2 separate regions of the Mus musculus genome follow, and region 2 is linked to region 1. The links are chromatin contacts, called in public Hi-C maps. All regions are on one chromosome and are shown on one strand. Each heading gives the region's core, a stretch centred on a gene start, on an enhancer-like site or on the middle of the called end of the contact. The rest is flanking DNA. Distances are from core to core; before and after follow the strand shown.

Region 1 (5,219 bases), core at 1,349-3,848:
GCCAGTATAACAACGGTGGAAAGGTTGTCACAGAAGAGGATGTAGAAGGACTTGGGAGCCATCCCAGTGTCCACAGGGGTTATGAGGTTAATTATGCTGATGTAGTATCCATACCCAGTCTGGACCTACTCCAGACTCTATATGGTGGGTTCTGAAGACCAAGCTGTCAACTGCAAACCAGAGAAAAACATCCCAGTCATCCTTCTGAATTGATGTCATGGAAGTCAATGCTCCATGAACTGTTTTTCAAAAGCTGTAGGCTTTGGAACCTGTTCCAGAGCTGCTTGTTAAATGTTACCAGCCATTATGGAAATGCCACAGTCTTCAAAGCCCAAGAATTCCCCTAGATTTTTGTTCTGTTATCTATATAACACCAAGGTCCCATCTCATGAATCAGTATAACTTCTCCCAGTCCCAAGCAGACCATACCTTCCTGCCCTCCCTAACTCAACAGCAATGTTGGGACATTTGGTTGGCTACTACCAATGGTCTCTAGTCTCCCCCTGTTTTTTCATCCTCAGCAATGAAAACTCTCCATATTTTAGCTCAATATTTGGCTGCCCTGGAAAAAGACTACATTTCCAAACTTTCCTTTCAACTAAAATTAATCATAGGACTAAATCCTGGTATATAATATGGATATGGCGATAGATTATAAATTTCATAAAATGCTAAAGATAAGGTAATTGCTTCTCCCACACACTGAGTTGCAAATTCAGATATTCTGCCCGGGACTGGAAGAAGTTATACTGATCCATGAGATGGGACCTTGGTGTTATAGATAACAGAACAAAAATCTAGGGCGATTCTTGGGCTTTGAAGACTATGGCATTACCATAACAGCTGGCAACATTTAACAAGGTGCTCTGGGGCAGGTTTCAAAGCCTACATTTTTCAGTTCCCTGGGGAAAAAAGAGGTTCATGGAGCCTAATGGTGTTGAGTAACATCTTTTAAGTGTTTGCTGTGTCTCAGGCCTGTCTGAGGCACTTCACATGCCTTAGTTCATTTAATCCTCACAACAATCCCAGGAAGCAAGTGCTGTGCTACCCTTGTCCTGTAGATGAGGAAACAAACATGAGGCAAACTGGCAAGCTTGCTCAACTTCTCATGAGCAGATAGCAGAAGTCTACCTGATGCTGAATCACCGGGCTCCAAGCCTACTCCTAGCCACACATGACCGAAATGCAGTGGTGTCAGAAGAGCACAGAAGATGAGGATCTGATGGTCCCTTAACTTCTCACATCCAGAATAATTTGTTTTCTTTTACTAATTGCAAGATAAAGGAGTCTATTTTTGTAGTAGCCTAAAGACCATGTGTGTGCTTTCACATGTGTGTGTGTGCATTTGTGTGTCTGTATATATGTGTGGTTTTGTTTTAATCAACAGTATCTATAATGGAATTGAAGTTTAAGGTGAGCAAATAAAAATAAATCTTCCCTTTGAAAACTGGGTACCATATTCTAAGCTGATCATCACTAGACTTGGTTCTATCAAGTAACATTTAGGGGCATACAGTCTCTGAGATGTGTGTGTGAGTGAGTATGTTGCATTCAAGAGATTCACATGTACTGATGGATAAGTGAATTCTAGTGGTGGGCCTGGTGGAGTGCTCTGCCTAGATGCCCTCCTCAGCGTAGATATGCTCTCTTCTCATGCCTGTACACCCTGATCAGAAACTGCTCATCGAGGTCATAGCCTCCGAGCTGGTCTCCCTGATCCTGTGACAAGCTATGAAGGCTGGACTCCTTGACTTTAGTTCAGAACCAATCCACAGGGCTATATCCCAAATGAGGGTGTACACATTGGCTGGCTTCCTCATCCACCCCCAGCCTGCCTTCCTTACCATCATGCAGATATAGCATATGAGACCTGACCCCAGTAAATATGCTTATGGTATTACATACGAGAATCAGTTTCCAGAGTGCAGATTGTCGTCACACATCTCCCCAAGGAAAAATTCAAACCCAGGCCGGGGCTATGACTCGGCTGGTAAAGTGCTTTGCCATGCAAGCATGCAGAATTGAGTCCCAGAACTCACAGTCCCATTCCTTGTCATGCCTATATTAACATCGCTTATTATTTTCAAAAGGTTAAAGATTGAAGTCAAGTTCACCTTGTATATGGCAGTGTATGACTTCTAAAAGTCCCTTGTACCTAGTTAGAGGCTCAAATTATTTTTCTGTTTATTGTTTGAGAAAGGTAGAAGAGTCCATCAGACACACAGATATTTGAGAATAAACTCACTGACTTCATGAACCTTGCACATCAGAGTAGATACCCAAGCAATGCCACAGAGATAGAATGACAAACTAAGGAAAGAAAGGATTGTGCTGACAATATGGCTTAATGTGTGGTGGATTTGGGTGGCAGAGGTGGGGATGTCGGGGAAGCACATCAGAGCCCACTTTCCCAGAAGTCACGATGAGTTTGGGCAGATGAATCTGGTCACCTGGGACAATTGTTAAACTCAGTACTCTGTTATTTGTGGCTGGGAGACAGTGCAGGGTAAGGAGCAGTATCTCATACACTGTAGCATCTTGAGACTCAGTCTCCATCTTCTACCCACTAGATGTCAGTAGTTCCCCCGCCTAAGCTCAGCTGTGCCAATCAATCTAGTTGCCGGATGTCCCCGGTGGGGCAAAATCTAGCTGAGACTCAATTGAGCTGGGGGAAGGAGCAAGGTGGCTGAGTAGAGCAGGGTGGGAGGAAAGCATAAAGAGGTTGTATTAGCAGAGGCCATGGTAGGAGATGTGTGTTCCTGGAGCTTAGAGATGGCCTAGGTAAGTCTAGCCAAAGGGCCAGACCCCACAGACTGAGAAAGCAGGAAGTAAATTGCCTTCTTCCTGGAAAAGAAAACAGAACATATAGGGTGAGGGTGGGAATCACAATGATGATGACAGAATCTCCTGGCTGGAATCATTGGGATCCAGAAAAATGAAGCAGCCATCCCTAAGTTCCGACCTCTGAAACAAAATCAGTGGACTTGGGTGGTTACGTGGAGACCATCCATCTGGTGTTTCCCAGGACAACGGAGGGGATGACATAGGAACCTCTGTGGGCTTCATTCCATTAATCAGCAGACACTCCCCAGTATTTGCATTGTTCATGGCAGTACCTGGACCTTTAGTGTTGCTGCAGAGACTTGTCCTGCAGCTGCCTTCCCTTCTGGAGCTGCCCGAGCCAGATGGCAAAGAGAAGCAGGTTGCTGGGTGATTAGGTCTGAAGCTCATTTAAAAATCAGAAAGAGAGAGAGAGAGAGAGAGAGAGAGAGAGAGAGAGGGAGGGAGGGAGAGAGAGAGAGAGAGAGAGGGAGAGGGAGAGGGAGAGGGAGAGGGAGAGGGAGAGGGAGAGGGAGAGGGAGAGGGAGAGGGAGAGGGAGAGGGAGAGGGAGAGGGAGAGGGAGAGGGAGAGGGAGAGGGAGAGGGAGAGGGAGAGGGAGGGAGGGAGGGAGGGAATAAGTAAGAAGGAAGGAAAGAAGGAAGGAAGTCTGTCAGCAGAGGTGTAGGCTTGGTGTGTTGAGGAGCACCTCCAAATGTGTGAGGGGGTAGAGCTGCCCTGAAACAGACCCCCAAGGCCCCCAGCTTCCAGTCAACTCCTTCCCTGAATGAAGTTCCCAGCTATCCCTCCAATGGGCCATTAGATAACAAAGAGGACTCCTGTGGTAATCAGCTTCTTTGACTACCCAATGCCTGTTAACATAGTTCTGCTTTAGTGTTGGAAGAGGAGGCTGATAGAACATATAGTAATCATCTTCAATGTGAATGCCCAAGTCCACACTCCTAACAGCCCCTCAGACTCTCCAGCGTATGTGCCGGTTGCGAATCCCTGGGGTTTCCTTTTGCCTAAGACTCTATTACTGTCTGGTAAGACATTGACCCTGATAGTCCTAATCTAAATTGTTTTCAATGTTTTCTTCACAGACTTGTTTTTGCATTATTTTTGATTGTTTTAAACTATAATGTTTAGTCTGGGGATATAGCTGAGTGGCAGAGTACTTGCATGTATTATGATTTGATTTTGATTTCCAGCAAGTTACATGTATATGTAAATATACTCAGATATCTATTTTGGTGACTGAAGTATTTTAGTGTCTCTTAAATTTTATTTTATTCTGAATTGCGATGAAAAATATATAGAACATACTAACTACAATCTTACCCATCTTTAAGTATATCATTCAGGCATTAGGTACGTTTACATTGTTATGCAACAATTATCACAGCTCATCTTCAAAACTCTTCCCCAAAGGAGACTCTACAATCATTAAACTCTGACTTCTCATTTCCCACTCTTCTGATTCTCAGAAAAACCACCATTCTGACTTCTGTCTCTGTGAGTGTGACAACCCTCAGTACCTCATGTAAGTAGATTCATGTGGTATTTTTATGGCTGGCTTGTTCTAGTTAACATAATGTTCTCAAGAGTTATCCACATTGTAGTATGTGTCAGAATTTACTTCCTTTTAAGAATGAATAATATTTATGTGTGTGTATGTGTGTATGCATTTGTGTGTGTTTTTTTCTTTTTATTGGATACTTTCTTTATTTACATTTCAAATCTTATCCCCTTTTCCTGGTTTCCCCACTGAAATCCTCTATCCCACCCCGCTTTCCCCTGCATCTGTAAGAGTGTTCTCTCACCCACCCACCCACTCCTGCCTCCCCGCCCTCGAATCCCCTTACACTGGGACATTGAGCCTTTACAATTTGTATCCCTTTGACCTCTCCTCCCATTGATGCCTGAGAAGGCAATCCTCTGCTACATATGCAGCTGGATAGTGATTTCCCCAGAAGATCTTTTATTGTTGAGAATTGTTTTCACTATCCTGGGTTTTTTGTTGTTCCAAATGAATTTGAGAATTGCTCTTTCTAACTCTATGAAAAGTTGAGTGAGAATTTTGATAGGGATTGCATTGAATCTGTAGATTGCATTCAGCAAGATGGCCATTTTTACTATATTAATCCTGACAATCCATGAGCATGGGAGATCTTTCCATCTTCTGAGATCTTCTTTGATTTCTTTCTTCAGAGACTTGAAGTTCTTGAGTTCTTGTCATACAGATCTTTCACTTCCTTAGTTAGAGTCACACCAAGGTATTTTATATTATTTGTGACTATTGGGAAGGGTGTCATTTCCCTAATTTCTTTCTTAGCCTGTTTATCCTTTGAATAGAGGAAGGCTACTGATTTGTTTGAGTTAATTTTATGTCCAGCCACTT
Region 2 (5,219 bases), core at 706-3,205, 230 kb after region 1:
TGGCCTGAGAGACTAGCTCCTTGACCTATGATATCGAGTGCCACTGGCAGAGGAGTAGTCCCCTGATTGAACAGGGATCTTAGTCCCACCTCCTGGTCCTACTTACAGGCAATCACAGCACCAGGCTTTACAGAAAAAAATACAAAAAACAAAGAAAACAAACAAACAGAAGAGATCAATAGAGAGAGACTGGGGAGGGCGGCAGACAAGACGAACCACTCGCATACTTGTCGGATGGCTGAGGGAAGGCTTCTTAGGAAAGAGAAGTATTGACAAAGTGGCTCAGACGGGAACTGTAAAAGCCTTCCATGTCTTGTCATAGTCGTCATGCCCAGTGTGAACATCATCATAACTATCATCATCAGTTAAAACAAACTGAGTGACATGCTATTCATCACACCCAACATGACTATTCCTGTAACTACCACACACCCTCACTGTCGTTATGATCACGAGTTCAGGCAGTACCTAAGGAAGTAGCGATCTGTGCATTTCACTGTGGCCCTCTGCACATGGAGAGAAAAACTCAGACCACTGCTAGTCTGCTAGGAATGCCTGTCATTGTCATCATTATTAGCTAGACCATATTAATAAGTGACTACTGTGTACCAGGTTCTGCTTATAGATCGAACCTTACCATATTGGTATGTTCTTAACATCTTCACATTACAAATGAAAGATTTGAAGAAGAAAGTGAGCTTCCTGAGAGTTCACAGCTAAGGGTTAGCAGACCTGGCATCTAAGCCTGAGTCATCTGGCTTTGTCACCCATCAGTGCACTGTGTCATAGCCCCACATCCATAGCCTTCCCCTGAGCTCTGCATTGGAGGCATATACAACAAAATCTATGTAGGGCAAGAAGATAATATTAAAACCGCTATGTGCTTCTCATCTTATCGTTTTCCATTTCTAGTTTAGAACATATTTATCTGCATGATAAAACACTATACAGTTGGTTAGTACAGTATTCATGGGCAGAGCTCACTTATTTTCTAGTAAAATTGCATAGTCAAAAAAGCTAGGAGACCACACTGCTCTGAACAAAACTAACTGACCAACACCACAGCTAAGCAGATGAAAAGTTATACAAAGTAGACCTGGGGAATACATTCCATGGGCACCATCCTGAGTCATGGTATTATATTCCAAAGAATGAAAGTCTCCATTGTGGCAAGTGATGAGAAATTACAGTGTATTTTTTACTAAGGCCCCTCTTTAAGTTGGTCAAGTAAAATGAGTTCACCAGCCTATGTATGATAGGGTGATTCTTTTTCTGATTATGGCAAGATGACCCATATCAGAAATGATAAGGAGATGTTAGCTGTCTGTTAAATTTATAACTGAAGGGATATATTTTGTTCTTTTCTTTGATCTCTATAAAAACTTCCTTAATTTCTTCCTTTAAAAGTAGATGCAGGGCTGAGGAAATAGTGCAGTTGGCAAGGTGCTTGCTGCACCAGCAGGATGATCTGACTTGGGATTCTCAACACACAGTAAAAAGTCGGGTATGTCATATGCCTGGAACCCCAGAACCAGGAAGTGAAGACAGGAGGATCTCTAAAGCTCACTGGCCAGGCAATACAGCCAGTTAATGAATTCCAGGCTCAATGAGAGACCATTTTTTTAAAAACAAAAAAACAAACAACGATGAATGATGAATGATTGACAAGGATACCCAGTGCCAGCCTCTGACCACAATACTCTAGTGCACACATATGAGCACACATAGACACAGGCACCAATGTTGACAGATACGCTAGTTTTATGTCAACTTGACACAAGCTAGAGTCACTGGAGGGGAGGGAGCCTCAGTTTAGGGAATGCCTCAATAAAATCAGGATGTAGGCAGTCCTGCGGGGCATTTTCTTAATTAGTGATTGATGTGGAAGGTCCCCACGTTGTGGGTGGTGCCACCCCAGGGTAGTTGGTCTTGGATTCTATAAAAAAGCAGGCTGAGCAGGTCAGTAAGCAGCACTCCTCTGTGGCCTATGCATGAGCTCTCTCTTGCCTCTAGTTCCTGTCCTGAGTTCCTATCCTGACTTCCTTCAAAAATGGACTACAGTGTGGAAGTGTAAGCCAAATACACCCTTTCCTCCCCAAGCAGCTTCGGTCATGGTGTTTCATCACAGCAATGGAAACCATAGCAAAGACATACATGGAGACTAAGGGTTTTCCTGTTGTTTTGCTTTTAAAGAATATTTGTCTTTTGGAGATACACGGTGCAATACTGCAATGACTTAATGTCAAGGGGTAGAAAAGAACATGAAAAGAACCAGCAAGAGTGAGGCTTAAAGACGGATATTTAGAGTACATAGTCTTACTCAACCAACCTTTGTCTGTGTGTTAAGTATTACAATAGTTTGAAATGAAAATACAATTTTTTATTTTTGAGACTATAATTACATTTCTCCTTTCCTTTCCTCCCTCCAGACCTCCCCTTTTACCCCTCCTTGCTCACTTTCAGATTCAGTCTCTTTTTAAATCAACTTTTATTGCATGAATATTTATGTATATACATGTGTAATCCTGAATACAACCCTCTTGGTCTGTATAATGTTACTTGTATGTGTGTTTTCAGGGCTGATCGTTTGATACTGGATAACTAACTGGTGTGTTCTTCCCCAGGGAAGATTATTTCTTCCACCTCAGCATTCATTAGGTGTGGGAAGTTCTTTGTGTAGGGTTGAGGTCTTGTGGGCTTTTCCTGGCCTGAATTAGCATATCTGTTGTTGTCCTTGTTCAGCTCCTGTGTAGGCGCATTGGTGAGACTTTATGGGTGTATCATCTGACATTGCTAGGAGACACAACCTTATAGCAAACATGGTCCTATGGCTCATAATCTTTCTGCCCCCTCTTCCACAATGTTCCCTCGGGGTTAGATGCTCCAGTGCTTTGTAGATAGCACAAAGCAAAATCAAAAGAGGCAATGTAACAACTTGATGAGAACCTTTATCTCATTGATAAAGAAGGAATGAATGTGGGTTCATTCACGGAAGTTCTTGTGTGTCTTCTCACATCTGCATATCAGAAACCGCATATCAAAGCAAACACGCTTATGCCATTTGCTATCGTGACAGAAGGAGCTTTCATCTACAAATACAATTGAGAAAGAGAAAATGAAGTCATTACTGTACACCAGAAAAAAAACAGGGAAAGGAACAAATATGTAAATGTGGATGACAGGACTTCCAAAGTCAGCCATGCATAATCTCTCCCTCTCCTGGGGTGGAGACTGAACCCTCCAAATCCATCTGGAATCCAACTGCCATTGCTCAGGAAGCCGGGAGTCCATCTGAGGGATATGGAACACATCTCAAGTACAACAGTGAAAGAAGACCAGAGTGCTCACAGGGCCATAGAGACAGCTCTGCCTTTACTCTTCCACCCTGGGGTAATTCATCTGTGGACTGGTGGAATACTGCAGACATGGTAGGTAAGACCAGTTACAATAGCCCATAGCTACTGAAAAGGCAAGAACTCACTCCCCAAAGGAACACTCACCTGTTGGCCATAGCACCGCTCCAAGAAATAAGAGCCACCTAGCCAAGAGGCCTCAGGGAAGAGTCCCTTCCTGGGTGCAGCCTCTGAGTTCCCTCCAACCTTTTGTGCTCTGAGTAAGAATTTCCACACCCAGAACCCAGTTCCAGTTACACCCCAAGATAGCATCAAAATGATAGGTAAGTATAAGCCCAGCTTTCTGGCCAGGTAGCCAAAGCACACAGTGCCACGGGGGAGAAAATGGGCTGATTCAGATCTGCACTGGCCATGACGTCTTCTCAAAGGCCAGCTGAAGGCAGCTGGGAGCCCTGTTCAGCACCCGTCAGATTATGCTACCAAGAAAGAGCTGGGAGAAGCCCAGCGCTGCTCATTGTGACACAGCCTTTCCCTGGAAGGGAGAGGACAAGCCACCTCTCCGTGACGTTTGAGATGAGCCCAGCTGATGTGGGAACCCAGGGCCCCTGGGTCTCCACAGGGAAAGACCAATCCTAAAGTTACAAGTCAGAGGTGGGCGAGTTTTAACTAGTGTCACCCCCTCCCAAGTAAAGGCAGCAAGAGAAATTTGGGGTAGGAGACAGAGACCCAGTAACCTCCATGATCAAAATTCCAAGTTGGCCCCCAAATAAGCATGTAATCTCAAAGAAAAGATGGCATCTGAGCACGGTGCATTTTAATTAAACCTAATGATGATTGAATTTAGCACCCTGGATTCTTTTCTTCACTTTTGGATATCATTGGCATCTTTTTGTATGCATTCTGTCTATGAACATTGTTTAAACAGCTGAACATTATCAAATGTAGTGACCATATCACCAGTATTTCTAAATGCCTGCCATTTTTAAAAGGTATTATGGGTCAGGAAGATAGCTCAGTTGGCAAAATCCATGCCTTGTAGCAAAGACCCAAATTCTATCCCCTGAACACATGTAAGAAAACCAGCCATGATGTGTTGGTGAAGGCCAGAGCAAAGTTGTTATTCCTTGAGGGCCCCCTTTTATCTGAGACAATGTCTCTCACTGGGACCTGGGCCTCATCAAGTAGGCTAGGCTGAGTGGGCCAGGAAGCAGGGGAGACCCACCAGTCTCCACGCCCCCCAGAGCTGAGATTACAAGCATACACCATCATGCCTGACTTTCTTACGTGGGTTCAAGGATGGAAGCATTCTGCCAACTGAGCTATCTCCACAATACCTTTTAGCACTGTAATTGTTTAAAGACACTGGGAAAAGAATACTATAAGTGATAAAAATCCCTCAATTTGACAATGTTTAACCATTTAAAATAGTTCTATGATACTCTATGATATTCATAGAATGCATATAAAAAGATGCTTATGATATCAAAAAGTGAAAAAAATCAGGATGCTAAATTCAACATTTATTAGGCTCAATTCCAATTTCGTTTTCATTTTTTCTTTTCATTTTTTACTAGACTATTTAGCTGGTCTTCATGTGGGTCCCCTAACAATTAGAGTGGGGTGGAGGGCTGAGGGCAGGCTGTCTCAGACTCTGTTGCCTGCCATTGTATCCACTTCCCCTATCTAGTCTGCCTGGTCTGGCCTCAGTGGGAGAGAATGGGCTTAGTCCTGCTGTGACTTGATGCCCCAGGGCAGGGAGATACCCAAAGGGGGCTTCCCCTGGAGAAGAGGAGGGAGAAATGGGGAGGGGAGATTTGTGAGGGTGGGACTGAGAGAAGAGGAGGAAGCAGGGCTGCAACAGGGATG

The links. A called contact is a pair of places that touch in the nucleus more often than the background predicts.
Region 2: a Hi-C map of the G1E-ER4 cell line shows a contact between it and region 1, with 2.6 times the contacts expected there. The contact joins two enhancer-like sites. A contact is called at or near these places in 20 of 484 Hi-C or Micro-C datasets (the AML12 cell line, B cells, the G1E-ER4 cell line and 11 more), 1 of 115 datasets of contacts at active chromatin or transcription factors (embryonic stem cells) and 1 of 9 other capture datasets (embryonic stem cells).

The regions. Positions count from the first base shown.
Region 1 is chr2:103,128,758-103,133,976 of GRCm38.p6, forward strand. No RefSeq gene overlaps it. Among named protein-coding and RNA genes, the nearest start is that of Apip, 58 kb to the left of the region's middle. Within about 2 kb of position 2,599, at least 14 of the 459 cell types and tissues checked have an H3K27ac peak or open chromatin away from gene starts, as enhancers often do. A contact at or near this core is called in the G1E-ER4 cell line, where this site is marked.
Region 2 is chr2:103,361,211-103,366,429 of GRCm38.p6, forward strand. All of the region lies in intron 1 of A930006I01Rik (RIKEN cDNA A930006I01 gene), which reads right to left. Among named protein-coding and RNA genes, the nearest start is that of A930006I01Rik, 8.9 kb to the right of the region's middle. Within about 2 kb of position 1,956, at least 6 of the 459 cell types and tissues checked have an H3K27ac peak or open chromatin away from gene starts, as enhancers often do. A contact at or near this core is called in the G1E-ER4 cell line, where this site is marked.